Regions from separate parts of the Mus musculus genome. Here regions 1 and 2 are each linked to region 3. A link is a contact called in public ChIA-PET and Hi-C data. All regions are on one chromosome and are shown on one strand. Each heading gives the region's core, a stretch centred on a gene start, on an enhancer-like site or on the middle of the called end of the contact. The rest is flanking DNA. Distances are from core to core; before and after follow the strand shown.

Region 1 (4,374 bases), core at 1,040-3,539, 83 kb before region 3:
ATATCGAATGGCTGAGAAGAACCTGAAAAAATGTTCAACATCGTTAATCATCACGGAAATTCAAATCAAAACAACCCTGAGATTCCACCTCATACCAGTTAGAATGGCTAAGAGCAAAAATTCATGTGACAGCAGATGCTGGCGAGGATGTGGAGAAAGAGGAACACTCCTCCATTGTTGGTGGGATTGCAAACTTGTATAACAACTCTGTATATCAGTCTGGCAGTTCCTCAGAAAATTGGACGTAGTACTACCGGAAGATCCAGCAATACCTCTCCTGGGCATATATCCAGAAGATGTTCCAACCAGTAAGAAGGACACATGCTCCACTATGTTCATAACAGCCTTATTTAAAATAGCCAGAAGCTAGAAAGAACCCAGATGTCCCTCAACAGAGGAATAGATACAGAAAATGTGGTACATTTACACAATGGAGTACTACTCAGCTATTAAAAACAATGAATTTATGAAATTCCTAGGCAAATGGATGGATCTGTAACCCAATCACAAAACAACTCACATGATAGGCACTCACTGATAAGAGGATATTAACCCAGAAACTTAGAATATCGAAGATACAGTTTGCAAAACACATGAAGCTCAAGAAAAACAAAGACCAAAGTGTGGACACTTCGTCCCTTCTTAGAATGGGGAACAAAACACCCATAGAAGGAGTTACAGGACAAGTTTGGAGCTGAGACGAAAGGATGGACCATAGAGACACTGTCCCACCCACCAGCAAGATTTTGCTGAAAGGACCCTGATATAGCGGTCTTTTGTGAGGCTATGCCAGTGCCTGGCAAACACAGAAGTGGATGCTCAGAGTCATCCATTGTACAGAGCACAAGGTCCCCAATGAAGGAGCTAGAGAAAGTACCCAAGGAGCTGAAGGGGTCTGCAACCCTATAGGTGGAACAACAATATGAACTAACCAATACCCCTAGAGCTCCTGTCTCTAGCTGCATATGTATCAGAAGATGGCCTAGTCGGCCATCATTGGGAAGAGAGGCCCCTTGGTCTTGCAAACTTTATATGCTTCAGTACAGGGGAAACACCAGGGCCAAGAAGTGGGAGTGGGTGGGTAGGGGAAGGGGGAAGGAGGGTATAGGGGACTTTCAGGATAGCATTTGAAATGTAAATGAAGTAAACACCTAATAAAAAATTGGGAAAAAAAGGAAAAAATATTAACCTTGAACATGTACATACCTTAGAGTATGCTTGTATTATCAGCTGGTTGATGCATGCTAGGAATAGTACCATAGACTATCAGATCAACAAAATAAACATAATGAAATTAAAATTTAAAAAAAGAAAAAAAGTAAGAAAGAAAAGACTCCTTATAAATGAAAAGGCAGTGTTTACCAACTGAATCAGGTGGCACATCCTTGGGCCTCCTCCATTGTCCGCCTCAGACAGTAGAGTGAGTCTATGGTTCTGGAAAAAACAATGAATAGAGACATGGCCTAAGGTTCCACATTCCAGAAACAGACCCCTTATATAGAGTTGGCTACATATTGGTCCCCTGTAACACAGTAAAAGTCACCATACAGATAGCTACTGGGGCCAAATATATACTTCTATTTAGAAACCCAGATAAATTTTAAAACCACTTAATAGGAACTGGGATCTCCAGTGGACGAAATGTCCCAGTGCTCAGCTTGAGACTGGGGCACATGCCCTCAAATGTCTATGCCATAATCCCTGAATATATTGTGAGAGCCAACATATTCGAGGGGAGGCACTTGAAAACTTCCATGGGAAACTTTGGTTAAGGTACATAGAAAACAAACATGTCTTGGTCATAAAGCCAATCTTGAGACGCCACACCCGTGGTACCACTGACCCCAGGGTCATATACCAGTTCTTTCTAAGGGTGTGGCAAGTACCAAGAGATCACAGAAATCATCTGGAGTTAGGAAGGGTAAGCATCACTATGCTGATATGGGATCCCTTTAATTTGTTGTCATGCCAAAAAGCTTGGGTAACCCCCAGAAAGAACATATCTTAAGACAGTGAGTTACTGGGAATTAAACAAAGTGTATCTGGCTATACTTAACACTGTTATACTGTTGAAGTCTCAAATACACTCAAGCTGGGCCATCACCACTGCGTCCTGTGGGCTAGATTTGGCCAATGGTTTCTTCAGTTCCAATATAGTAGTTGAAAGGTAAGAATCATTTGCCTTTACCAGGAAAAGTCATCAGTGGACTTTCACCAGGTTGCCTCAGGGTTATTTACAAAGCCTCAAATTATGCCATGGGATCACAAATCTGACCTAGCAGAATGGACCAAACCAGAGACTATTCAAATATTGCATTGCATTACATTGATAAGACATTAATCCAGACAAGGTCCAAGGACCTGGGACATTTATGAAATATTTGAGTCTTGCCTGTTACAATGAACGAAAGTATTGCTACAGATGTAACATACAAGGTACAAGCTTTCTGCCTCTCTGCATGGTTAAGCAAACATAGAAATTTGTGGGGCTACTTGATTACTAGAAGATTTCCATTTCATACCTGGCTCTTCCTGCCTAAGGCTGCTCTACAACTGGAATATAAACCAAGAGGTAAAGGACTGAACAGAAGTTCATTCTACAGCATTTAAGGAACCAAAACAAGCTGTGGGAAACGCACAGGGTATATAGATGCTTAATACACCCTAAGGTGCTAACATATGTCTGTTGGAAAAACAAATGTATCCTACTTACAAAGTCTTAATAATCACAAAACCCATTTACCTAGAAGCTGTTGGCAAGACACTGATGACTTACCCACTAGAGGCTGGATAGTTTGGTCATAGACAGTGCTGATGACCATTTTGGTTAAGTAAGAGTATCTTAGACAGAAGGGGTAATAACACATCTCCCTCAGTAGAGAACTCCAACAGTTTTGGCACCCCAGTAACTATCAAACAGAAGGAGTGACTTGTACCTAATGAAATGTTGGACCACCACTCAGGAGTGAAGGGAGGAGAAGCAATTACAAATTGGTGCATCAGCAAAATGAAATCACACCTAACAGAGAGCAGTAACCTACTACTGAAAGATAGAAAGCTTTTATGTTGATGAAGGTCAAGTTTACAGCAGTTAGTGTACCAAACCCCACACAGTATGGATCCTAGTTATGTGAGAAGAGAAACTCCTAATTATAAGCACAGAGAGTTGTGCCATGTTCAAAGCCCATCTTGGCTTCCTTAGTGGCAGAGTCAGCAGTGGTCCATTAACAGACACTTACTGTGGGGACAAGAGCCAAGGAGAAATACGAGGGATATATACAACACAATAAAGTAATGTTATAGCATGTTGCTGCTCAACAATACTTACAATGATGCGGTTGCTCAGACTGAAAAAGACTCTGCCAGACTACACAGATGAAAGGGCGAACATGCCAGAAAGCTGTTGCAACATAACGGAGACTTAGAGGACAGACATTGTACATGCTTACCAAAAATATGTGGGATGATCTCAGTGGTAGCCCTGGTACACACCAAGAGGGAAGATGCTCAATGTCAACCTTCTACCAGGCTCAGGGGAAGAGTCATCCAAAAGACTACCATGCAGGGCCCACTGGAGCCACTATATGATAACTGAAAACTGCCAGGACCATTAAACAGGGCATGAAGTCAGACAGTTGATGAGTAGCCAAGGCCTGCTGTGTGTCTTGCATCTACCCTTCTCAACCCAATTGGGCCAGGGCTCATCAGGAGCAGAACACATCCAACATATGAATAAGTGACTGAACCAGGCTTTAAAGACAGACTCCCACTTATCTCCATAAAGTTTTGAGAATGCTCACTAAAAAGCCTCAGAAAAAAAAAAAAAGCCAGCAGCAATAGACATAATTACCTAACAGAAGTCCCTAGCATTTCGACTACAAAGTAAATGGACCGGTCTCTTTAGCCAGCATGGGAACCTGAGAGGAATTTGCTCCTCCCGGATCAAACTAATGTAACACCATCCACAGAGAACCTTATGTAACCCTAGAAAGTCCCAGCCATTGCTATGTTTATCATGCTAGGAAAATGGTCTAAGATTAAAGTTTGCCCTGTAGCAAGAATCACTCACAAAGAGACATATTATTCAAACAAAAGGCAAGTGCATCTCACAGTAGTATCTATCTTTTCTCTCTCTCCTGAGTCGTAGCCTGACCAAATGTTACCCTAGAAGCTCTTCTGACACAGGCCACACCATAGCATATATCTCACCCAGGGATGCAGACATTTCTCTTTTGGTATCTATTAAACATTCTTATTTCTCTTTAGTAGGCAGCAGGGACTCTATTCCTCCACTGGGCTATTGGGCTAACACTGGTTTTTAGCATACTAATAATAGTTGAGTTTGCCCTGAGACACCCACAGTGGAGGAAAAGA
Region 2 (4,606 bases), core at 2,066-4,565, 100 kb before region 3:
TATTTATTCTGTATCCCTCTTTTAATTGCATCATTTACTCTCTTGGTAGGCAGGGCATTTCTTTTTAAATTCTTTACATAGTCTAAATAATAATCCTCTACCAGATGTGTAACTGGTGAAGATTGTCTAAAAGAGGATGTTTTCTTCTTCATTCTGTAGCTGCCGCTTTACACAAATAACAGCAGCCTTTACTCTACAGAAGCATTCTAGCCTTGTGAGGTCCCATTTATTAATTGATGGTCTTAATGCCTGTGCTGCTAGTGTCTTGCTCAGAAAGTTCTTTCCTGTGCCAATGAGTTCAAGCCTATACAGCATAGTCTTAGAGATGGACAAAGAGAAAACTGGAATATGAGGGTTAAATAGGGAGGGTAATGGGAGAGGGGAATAAATGAGGGAATATGGGGAGTGACAACCAATATATTAAAAGCCATTTGCAAAATTATATGGAAATATGCTACTGTAGACACTTCCTAGAATATATACATTTATGGAATGAATTTAAATGGAATAACCATATAATGGGGGAGATAGTGCCCCAACTAGATACCTTATGCCACCAAATGAATATCACAGGCTATTTCTAACTAAGGCTATTGTTTGCTTTCCACCTGATGGTAAGACCCCATTGCTGAAAACTACATTACTTATGTTGCCAGACAGAAACTAAGCTGGTACCCAGCTAGAAGCTTCACCCTTACTAACTAGCACTCGTGATACTTGGAGGTACTTGTACACTATAGGAGGAGGAATGTATTCATCAATATTACCTTGATACAAACTCTAAGACCCACAACAGAGATCTGCCTGCAAGATATCCTGGTGCAATAGTGACACAAATGATATGGAAGGAAACAATCACTCTTTTTTATTTTAATTGGATTTAGTCTCCTTTCCATGTGATGGATTCCATATCTGGCACTGATAAATTGTCTAAGATAGGTCATGACTTAGAGGAAAATCTATTGATATTATTGTTGTTGTTGTTGTTGTTGTTATGCCCTATAAACATAGCAATAAAATGAATCTTAATGATACATTGCTATACCCATATATTAGTACCTCACTAAACCCCACCAAGAGAAGCTTCTTCTTGCAGTTAGATTGGCATTAACACAGTCACCCAAAACTGGACAATGTGTAGAAAGTGAGACTTTACTCAGTCCTAAATGGGATGTCTTCATCAAACCCCACTTCTTCCAGGATCTCTGAGTAAGAGAGTTGGAAAGACTGTAAGAGCTAAAGGTAGTAGATGGCTCGCTCTAAGGAAATAGTGTCATCCATACACAACTCTTAGCTTTTTACCTAAAAACAACTCTATAATACATGTAATTCTATGTATAAAAATACAAATATAGTTTTAATGAACTTTTTCTCATCTGGGCTAATGGTGATAATGAGTCCTCCAGTGTTACCTCCTTCCAGCCTAGCAAGGCTGGCTGTGACCATCTGCCACCACTTGAGCGGAGCCACCTGCTGTGCTGCTCTTTTGATGTGCCACTACTTGCCTGAGGCCCAACCTGCCACCGGAGGCCAAAGCGGTTCTCTCCCAAGAATTTTCCGGAGTTAACACCTAACTGAGATCTTCGCAGGAGTTCCCACTAAAAGGCTGAACCTATCTACTTCTAAGGAACTTGCTTGGCCAGGGATGGGCTTCCCCTTTTCTTTATAAAGCATGTTTGCTGACATTAAAATTGAACCTTGAACAGAAAGCTTGTCTTGGTTCCTTCCTTATCTCAGCGCAGCCCAGCCCTTCTTCTCTTCCAGGTTTCCAAAATGCCTTTCCAGACTAGAACCCAGGTCTGTGATCTGCTGGCCGGACACAACACTCCAGGACCCAAAGACTAACTAACAAAACCCTCAATACCAGACATAAGAATCCCTTTTTTGAGTTTTTATCTTGGGCTGTCCAAGAGACTCCCAAGACATACAGCCTCTTGCTATTGCCCTTTGTTATGCCCTAACAGTGAAAGGTAAGTCTCTATTGCTGAAGACACCATACACTTCAGAAACAAGGTCAAGAGATCCCTGAAATGGAACTGATCTGAATGTCCCCTCTCTGGGGACTTAAATGTTACTAGAAGACATTGTGCAAGCTTCCAAAAAAAGGGGAAAGGCAACCAATAGTCCTACCCAGCTCTGATGCCCATGAATGCATCAATGACCAACATGATACAGTAACCCTAAGGGTGTAATAGTGGGACATATTGTTTGAAAGTAACCAGAAACTCTCTAATTGTATTTAAGGCCCATTCAACCATGTCTGTTGCTATAAACCTAGCTAACTAACTACTCAATGCTAGTGAAGTTCCAGTTATTAGAGAATCTACAACTACTAATTTACTAAGCCAGCATAATCTCTAACAACATTCTATAAATATTTATCGTCATACTCACATAGTCTTGAACCCCTCATCAGAAAACACACACACACAAAACAAAAAACAACAACAGAAAAACCCCAACTTCTCTTTGTAACAGAGGCCACCGCAGAAAACTACAACCAATCAAAATGCAGAGTTATGGGTCCCAGTTCTGATGTCTACATCTAAGAAACACTCCTGCACCTGAGAAGAAACTACAGAGGAGGTGGCAGAACGATTGTAGGATCCAAGGGTCCAAGGAATTTACTGTGAAATTGTGTCACCTAGCAACATCAGAAACTGTATCAGAAAAGTCTCACCAACATGACCTCCCAAACATGACCCAAACAAGAACACTGATGAACATACAAAACTAGACAGTGGAATCCCACGAGGCTTTGATTCTACACAAAGAACTATAGGCAACTGAGGAAAGCTGGTAGTAAGAGCTGTGGTATTTCCCATGGAAGATCCACAGCAATTGGTTTCCTAGCGCCAAATTATCAGCCCTGAAAACATACATAAAAGTAACATTATATGGACTGAACAGGTTGTATTTAGGAATAGATGCATGTGATAACAATTAATTTAAAAAAGGAGACTATATTTGAAAGAGAACAAGAAGGGCTGTATGGGAAGATTTGGAGAGAGGAAAAGGAATGGGAAAATGTAATTAAATTGTAATCTCAAAAATAATAAATAGAACACAGAGGAGCACACACTAAAGAACCTGATGACCAGCTTTACCCACAATGCCCCACCCAAGTGCTCAGTAGCCCACTGACCTGCAATAGCAGAGAAAGACTCTGTGGTGGTACTTGGATCTCTACTGTACTAGTTTCTCCCAAGATGAGAGTTGATCATATTATCCTAAAGCTGGCCAGTACTTGCTCCATCAAAAAAGCTTCTGAAGTCTACCCACGCAAGTGATCCTTGCATTCCACCCACACAAGTTTCTGGTTAAGCAGTTGAGTATGACGGACAGGGAGACAGTCTCCTCTGTCCCGGTGAATGATTAACAGACTAGAGCAGCAGTGTTTATTTAATCTCCTTCTCTCCCAGCCCTCATTCTTCATCATGTGTTGGAATTATTTATTTTCTTCTCTGCCAACCATTTCCCCTAAGTTAGAAGGGGACTTGGAATTTGATGCCAGAATTTTCTGTCTTTTCATAATCATAAGAGTTATGCATCACAAAATCCAACCAGCCTAGGAACCTTGAGTTGGAGTTCAGACCCACTCTGACTAAAATGATTCTCTTCCCAGGACTGCAGACCCACTCAGGGACGTTGGATCTGAGGATCTTACTCTTCACTGGTCTCCAGGCATCACCAGGAGCTACAATAGACACAGTATGTGTGTTGTTTATTGAGTTCCTGCTGTGTGCTGACCTGACTGGAACATACTCAGAGCTCCACAGATATTAGCAACTACCACTACCAGGCACCAAAGGATCTCCAGAAGTCAGTCTGACACTCGTCAATATTCAGAAAAATGTAATGAAGAGGCTAATTTATGTGTTTGCGATCACATAAATATACAGATAAAGTCAAGTCCTGAAATGGACCCTTAGTCTGTTAATAATAAGTTTAAAGATTTGTGTGCCCCAAGGATTGCTCTTGGAAAGCACTTCTGGACCAGTGAGATGGCTCTGTGGGTAAATGTGCATGTCATGAAGCCTAAAGACCTGAGTTTTATCCCCAGATTGAACCAATTCGTATATGTTGTCCTCTGACTACCACAAGCATGCCATGCCCCAAATGCCCCTCATATAAATAAATAATTGTAACTCTAAGTAGTAAAAATTAGTTCTTACCAGATGTAGTGTATAATCTTGTAACTGTAGCACTTGGGAGGCTGAGGCAGGAGGATTATGATTTCAAGATTAACCTGGGCTACATAGTAAGATCCTATCTCAGAAACCAAAGGCTGGAAATGCTGTTGGGTGGTAGAGCACTTGTCTGATATGTCCAAAATCCTTGGGTTGGATCAACATAGGGAAAAAAAATTTTTTTGACATCATAATTTATGCTCTGTAATAAACACTAATGGCCTCACAAATTGAGCTCCTCCGTGAAGTTTGACCAAGTTATAAGATTTGGGGTGCACCTTCACTGATAAGCAGAAATTACTGAGAGGAAAATGAGGAGGATATTAGAGGTAAAGAAAGCACAGCCACGTCACAAAGGTAAGAGACTGATTTAATGTGATAAGAGTCCATGTAAAAGCGATCCTATGAAGTCCCGG
Region 3 (4,358 bases), core at 1,834-4,333:
ACAGGGGAATGCCAGGGCCAAGAAGTGGGAGTGGGGGTGGGAGGGAGGAGATTAGGGGGGAAGGCATGGGGGACTTTTGGGATAGCATTGGAAATGTAAATGAAGAAAATACCTAATTTAAAAAAAAAGGAAAAAAAGAAAGAAAATAAAATTAAAATATAGTTTAAAAAAAAAAAAGGAAGAAAAGAAAATAGCCCAGTTGCTGGAGCCTTTACAGCTCTTCTCTCAAGCAACCCTTTCCTCTGTACAGAGTGCCTATTTCAGTTATTTGTTATAGTAACAAATCTGAATGTTACTTGATTTCTATCTTTTTAAACAAAATCCTTAAAATGTGTCTTCTCCGTCGTCTTCTCAACAGGTCAATATTGACCAACTCAACGTATGTGGTCTGGTATAAAAAAAAAAAAACCTCTCGAAAGACCACTCTTGTGGCTACTCTACTCTCATGACCTGTAACATCAGGATATGAGTATATATGTTGACAGTGTCCGGAAATGTCACCTCCACTCTTAGCTTAGCTGTTGAGGCCATGTGGAAGAATGTACTACCAGAGCAGGCTTTGGCCAACTCAGGAGTGGGAGAGAGAGAATGACCTGGAAGTGGCCATCAACTCTATGGGCCTGCTGGACCTAGCACACTCTGGGTCCAGTTCATGAGTTTTGGGGCTAGTTTAGGAAGAACAAGACCTCTTGCTGTTGTTCTGTCTTCCAGTTGGAACTCCCTATCAGGATCCCTCAAAGAGTTCACGAAAGCATACAGAAAACAGCTGAGGTGTGAGCATTCTTCCAACTGACGCATCCCCCAGAACTCCAAACCAGTAAAGACAGGGGTGAGGATAACAATTCTAAATGTGTTTTCAACTCTAACTAGCCTCTTAGAGAACAATGGAGTATAACGATAAAGGAGAAAGAAGAGTTCAAACTGACATCCGCATTGTGGATAGAAATGCTGTAGGGCTTGTACTGGAGGCGGGGAGGTGGGGGTGGGGAGTCCATCTGAGGTTTGTCAAATGCAAACCTGTTATATAACTACTGGATGCCGTGGCCCCAGGATCATACGGAAGGAAGACATCCTAGCAACAACCACCAAAACAGGAGATAGTTGACTGTGAGTAAGGGTGACCTTTGTCGAAGGAGGAGTGGTGTCCTGGATGGGTCTCAGCTGCTGACATCTGATGGTGGTTAAAGAAAGAGAACTCAGCGCTGGAATAAACGTTGAACAGACGCTGCCAGACCCTGAGCAAGGAACTGTGTTCTCCCAAGGCATGCTGAAATCCCGTCTCCATGTTGAAACTCCAGCCCTTCCCTCATCACGGTTATTGCCTAACTCGGTCACCCACTATCACCTGCATCCTGATAACCAGGACAAAGGCAGTGTCTGAAGATAAAACAGCCTGGTCTGGACAAACAACCCCAGGAGGGAGAACCAGGGAGCTGGCACACAGGTCCCTGAAGCAAAGGGTTAACTTCCCACTCTCCACCCCCCCCCCCATATAAACTCCAAGTGTCCCCTTCCCTTTCATAGACACCCTTTTCCTGCTGTGTCTGCCCCTTGCTGTTTGAAATAAACAGCAAGGTCTGTTTATTTCTGCCAGGTCTCCTTCTGCCATCTCTCTAGACTGCCTCTGAAACCTAATATTTGCACCCTGTATTTTGACATAATCACGAATGTGCTTAGTCCCCTTCATATAGAAAACTTAACAGCAGACAACCTGGATACGCTGGCACATGACTATAATCTTATATTCTCAAGTACTATCATCAGGTACTTGAGAACGGAAGCAAGAGGGTCGTAGTTCAAGGCCTTACTGGGATATAGGGTGAATTCAAGACCAACTTGAGCACCTTAGTGAGACCCAGTCTCAAAAGCTTAAAGGGCTAGGGATGGAGCTCAGGGGCAATCTACTTGTTGTATAGCATGTGTAAGGCCCTGGGTTCAACCACACACACACACACACACACACACACAGAGAGAGAGAGAGAGAGAGAGAGAGAGAGAGAGAGCAATCAAACCAAGCCAAAGAAGAAGAAAAAATTTAACTTAGCATCACTTTCTCAAAGGCATGATTGTTCACTAGAACTTTCCCCAAAGATTAAAAAAAAACCACACTACACCTGCTCTGCCCAGCTGAGTACCCACTAGCTCCATGGAGCTACAAAGACCTAAAAGTAGCTAGTTCACCTCAGTGAGGGACCAAACTTTTAAGTTTGTTTCATTTTAACTAATCAAAATTAAAGTTGCTAAAAGTGTGTGAGTGTGTGTGTGTGTGTGTGTGTGTGTGTGTGTGTGTGTGTGTGTTTGTGTGTGTAAAAGCCCCTAAAACACACTGTGTGCCTGCCGATGTGGATTTTTAGAATTGAACTAGTGTCCTCTGGAAGAGTAAAAAGTGCTTTTAACCACCCATGCACCCCAAGCCTCCAAGTTCAACTTCACCTGGGGTGTGGAGTGTGGGACACCGAGCTCTGGTCAGTCTGCTGTACTCTACCTGGAAATGCTTCGTGAAGTAGTCACAACATCTTCTTACCCACCTTAATGTCACACCTTTTCCCTTCTTAAAACACAAATGTGCCCTAAGACTCCTGAAAATGAGTTTCTGAGTCACTAGTGATACTCTTTGTGGCAGATTCAGTAGGCCTTCTTGTGTTGTGTTGCGGTTTCGGTTTAGTTTTGTTTCTTCTCACAGTAGTCTTCTTTGACACAGTTGGCAACCCCGCTGTGAGCTCGTGCTCTTAGATTCCAGAGATGTACCTGTATGCTCACCTTTAAGAACATCAAATTTGAACCAGCTGGGGAACTCTGCCCCAACATCCTTTCTGTGGAGATTCTCTTTCCCTGTCTTTTTACAGCGGCTCCTTACCACTCTTTGGGGCTCTGGTTACATTTGCTGGGTCCTCTAAAGGTAACCCCAGTCTTTGCTTTCATTGTATTGCCTGTGTGGCATTCGCCACAGTCTTATCTCTCCTTGTTTATTGCTTAGTTTCATTTTATTTACTTCCTCTTTCTATAAACCTAATATAAACATTATGAAAACAAAGACTTTGTACACCTTGCAGAAGGATTCTTGGCACAGGACAAGTATTCAGCAAATATTTGTTTAATGACTAGATGAAGGTGTTCTCTGGAACATTCTAAAAGAGGATGTGGCCAGTACTGAAAATGCTGTAGACACCTGAAAATCAGCTAACCTATTTTGGGCTGGCAGGGATGGAGGCTGGATAAGAAGTCCCTAATAATCCCAACACAAACTGTCTCAGTGGAGGTTAATTTGGTTTGTTTGTTTGTTTGTTTTGTTTTGTTTATAATTTATTTTATTTTATGTGTATTAGTGTTTTGCCTGCCTGTATGTCTGTTTGAGTGTGTTATAGATGATTGTGAGCTGCCATGTGGGTGCTGGGAATTGAACCTAGGTCTTCTAGAAGAGTATTCAGTCCTCTGACCACTGAGCTATCTCTCCAAGCCCTGGTTTGTTTATTTTGAGGCCACGTGTTGCTGTATAGCCTGAGCAAGCCTAGAATTCACACTCCTCCTGATCTTGGTTCCCAAGCACTGGCATGGCACATGTGTTCTACCAAGCTCAGCTCAGTAGAGAGGTGAACATGGACAATTAACTTGAGGATGTGGGAAATTCAGGGAGCATAGCATTAAACTGAGCTAGAAAGGGGGAGAGAAAGCAAGCCAGGGAAGTTGACCAATGCTAACCAAGGGTCCAGGTATCTTTGTATCCTTTGCTTTAAAAAAAAAAAAAACAGATTTGAACTTGATCACATGCTAGAAGGAAAGAGTCAGTTGAAGAATGAGGAAAGTGGTCAGAAGGAGGCTCTTGAATGAAAGCGGATGAGACACAATCTATCTAGTAAAGAAGAATGGGTTCTTGGGAAAGGTTGGCACTTCTCCAGGTCTGGGTGAGAGAGACTGTGGACAGAAAAGGGAATACAATCAGGAAAGAGCAGGAAATGAAAGGGCTTGTTCCTTGTGGATTGCGTTTTCCACTTTAACTTAAAAAGCCCTGTGAGCTGCTGAAAATAAGGATCAGGCAAAGAGAAGTCAGGTGTGACAACCGGTCTGGTATCTAAGCTACTTAGAAGGTTTAGGCAGGAAGATCACAAGTTCAAGTCCAGCCTGGGCTACAGAATGAAGGTAAGATGAGCTTGGGCAACTTAGTGAGGCCCTGTCTCAAAATAATAAACAAACAGAGGGAAATGTAGAAAGAGAAGGGAAGGGAGAGGGGGGAGGAAGGAAGGAAGGAAGGAAGGAAGGAAGGAAGGAAGGAAGGAAGGAAGGAAGGAAGGAAGGAAGGAAGGGAGGGAGGGAGGGAATAGCTCAGTGGTAGAGTACTTGCTTAGCATCTACATGGCCCT

What was found. Hi-C and Micro-C count contacts between places; a contact is called where the count stands out from the background. ChIA-PET counts read pairs in DNA pulled down with a chosen protein or histone mark.
Region 1: a contact with region 3 is called in an H3K27ac ChIA-PET map of liver, with 3 times the contacts expected there. The contact joins two enhancer-like sites. A contact is called at or near these places in 2 of 15 datasets of contacts at CTCF or cohesin (the G1E-ER4 cell line and pro-B cells), 62 of 484 Hi-C or Micro-C datasets (the 3T3-L1 cell line, 3T3-L1-derived adipocytes, the AML12 cell line and 42 more), 6 of 115 datasets of contacts at active chromatin or transcription factors (embryonic stem cells, hepatocytes, liver and 1 more) and 1 of 9 other capture datasets (adipose tissue).
Region 2: a contact with region 3 is called in a Hi-C map of liver, with 1.9 times the contacts expected there. The contact joins the promoter of C4bp here to the enhancer-like site in region 3. A contact is called at or near these places in 12 of 39 promoter capture datasets (the 3T3-L1 cell line, the HPC-7 cell line, cranial neural crest and 7 more), 2 of 484 Hi-C or Micro-C datasets (both in liver), 1 of 115 datasets of contacts at active chromatin or transcription factors (pancreatic cancer cells) and 3 of 9 other capture datasets (adipose tissue, liver and pancreatic islet).

What each region holds. Positions count from the first base shown.
Region 1 is chr1:130,676,477-130,680,850 of GRCm38.p6, forward strand. It overlaps the pseudogene C4bp-ps1. Among named protein-coding and RNA genes, the nearest start is that of C4bp, 17 kb to the left of the region's middle. Within about 2 kb of position 2,290, at least 2 of the 459 cell types and tissues checked have an H3K27ac peak or open chromatin away from gene starts, as enhancers often do. A contact at or near this core is called in hepatocytes and liver, where this site is marked.
Region 2 is chr1:130,658,303-130,662,908 of GRCm38.p6, forward strand. It overlaps C4bp (complement component 4 binding protein), which reads right to left and starts at 3,316. Exons shown (of 10, transcript NM_007576.3): 1 at 3,146-3,316.
Region 3 is chr1:130,758,713-130,763,070 of GRCm38.p6, forward strand. No RefSeq gene overlaps it. Among named protein-coding and RNA genes, the nearest start is that of Gm28856, 5.5 kb to the right of the region's middle. Within about 2 kb of position 3,084, at least 25 of the 459 cell types and tissues checked have an H3K27ac peak or open chromatin away from gene starts, as enhancers often do. A contact at or near this core is called in hepatocytes and liver, where this site is marked.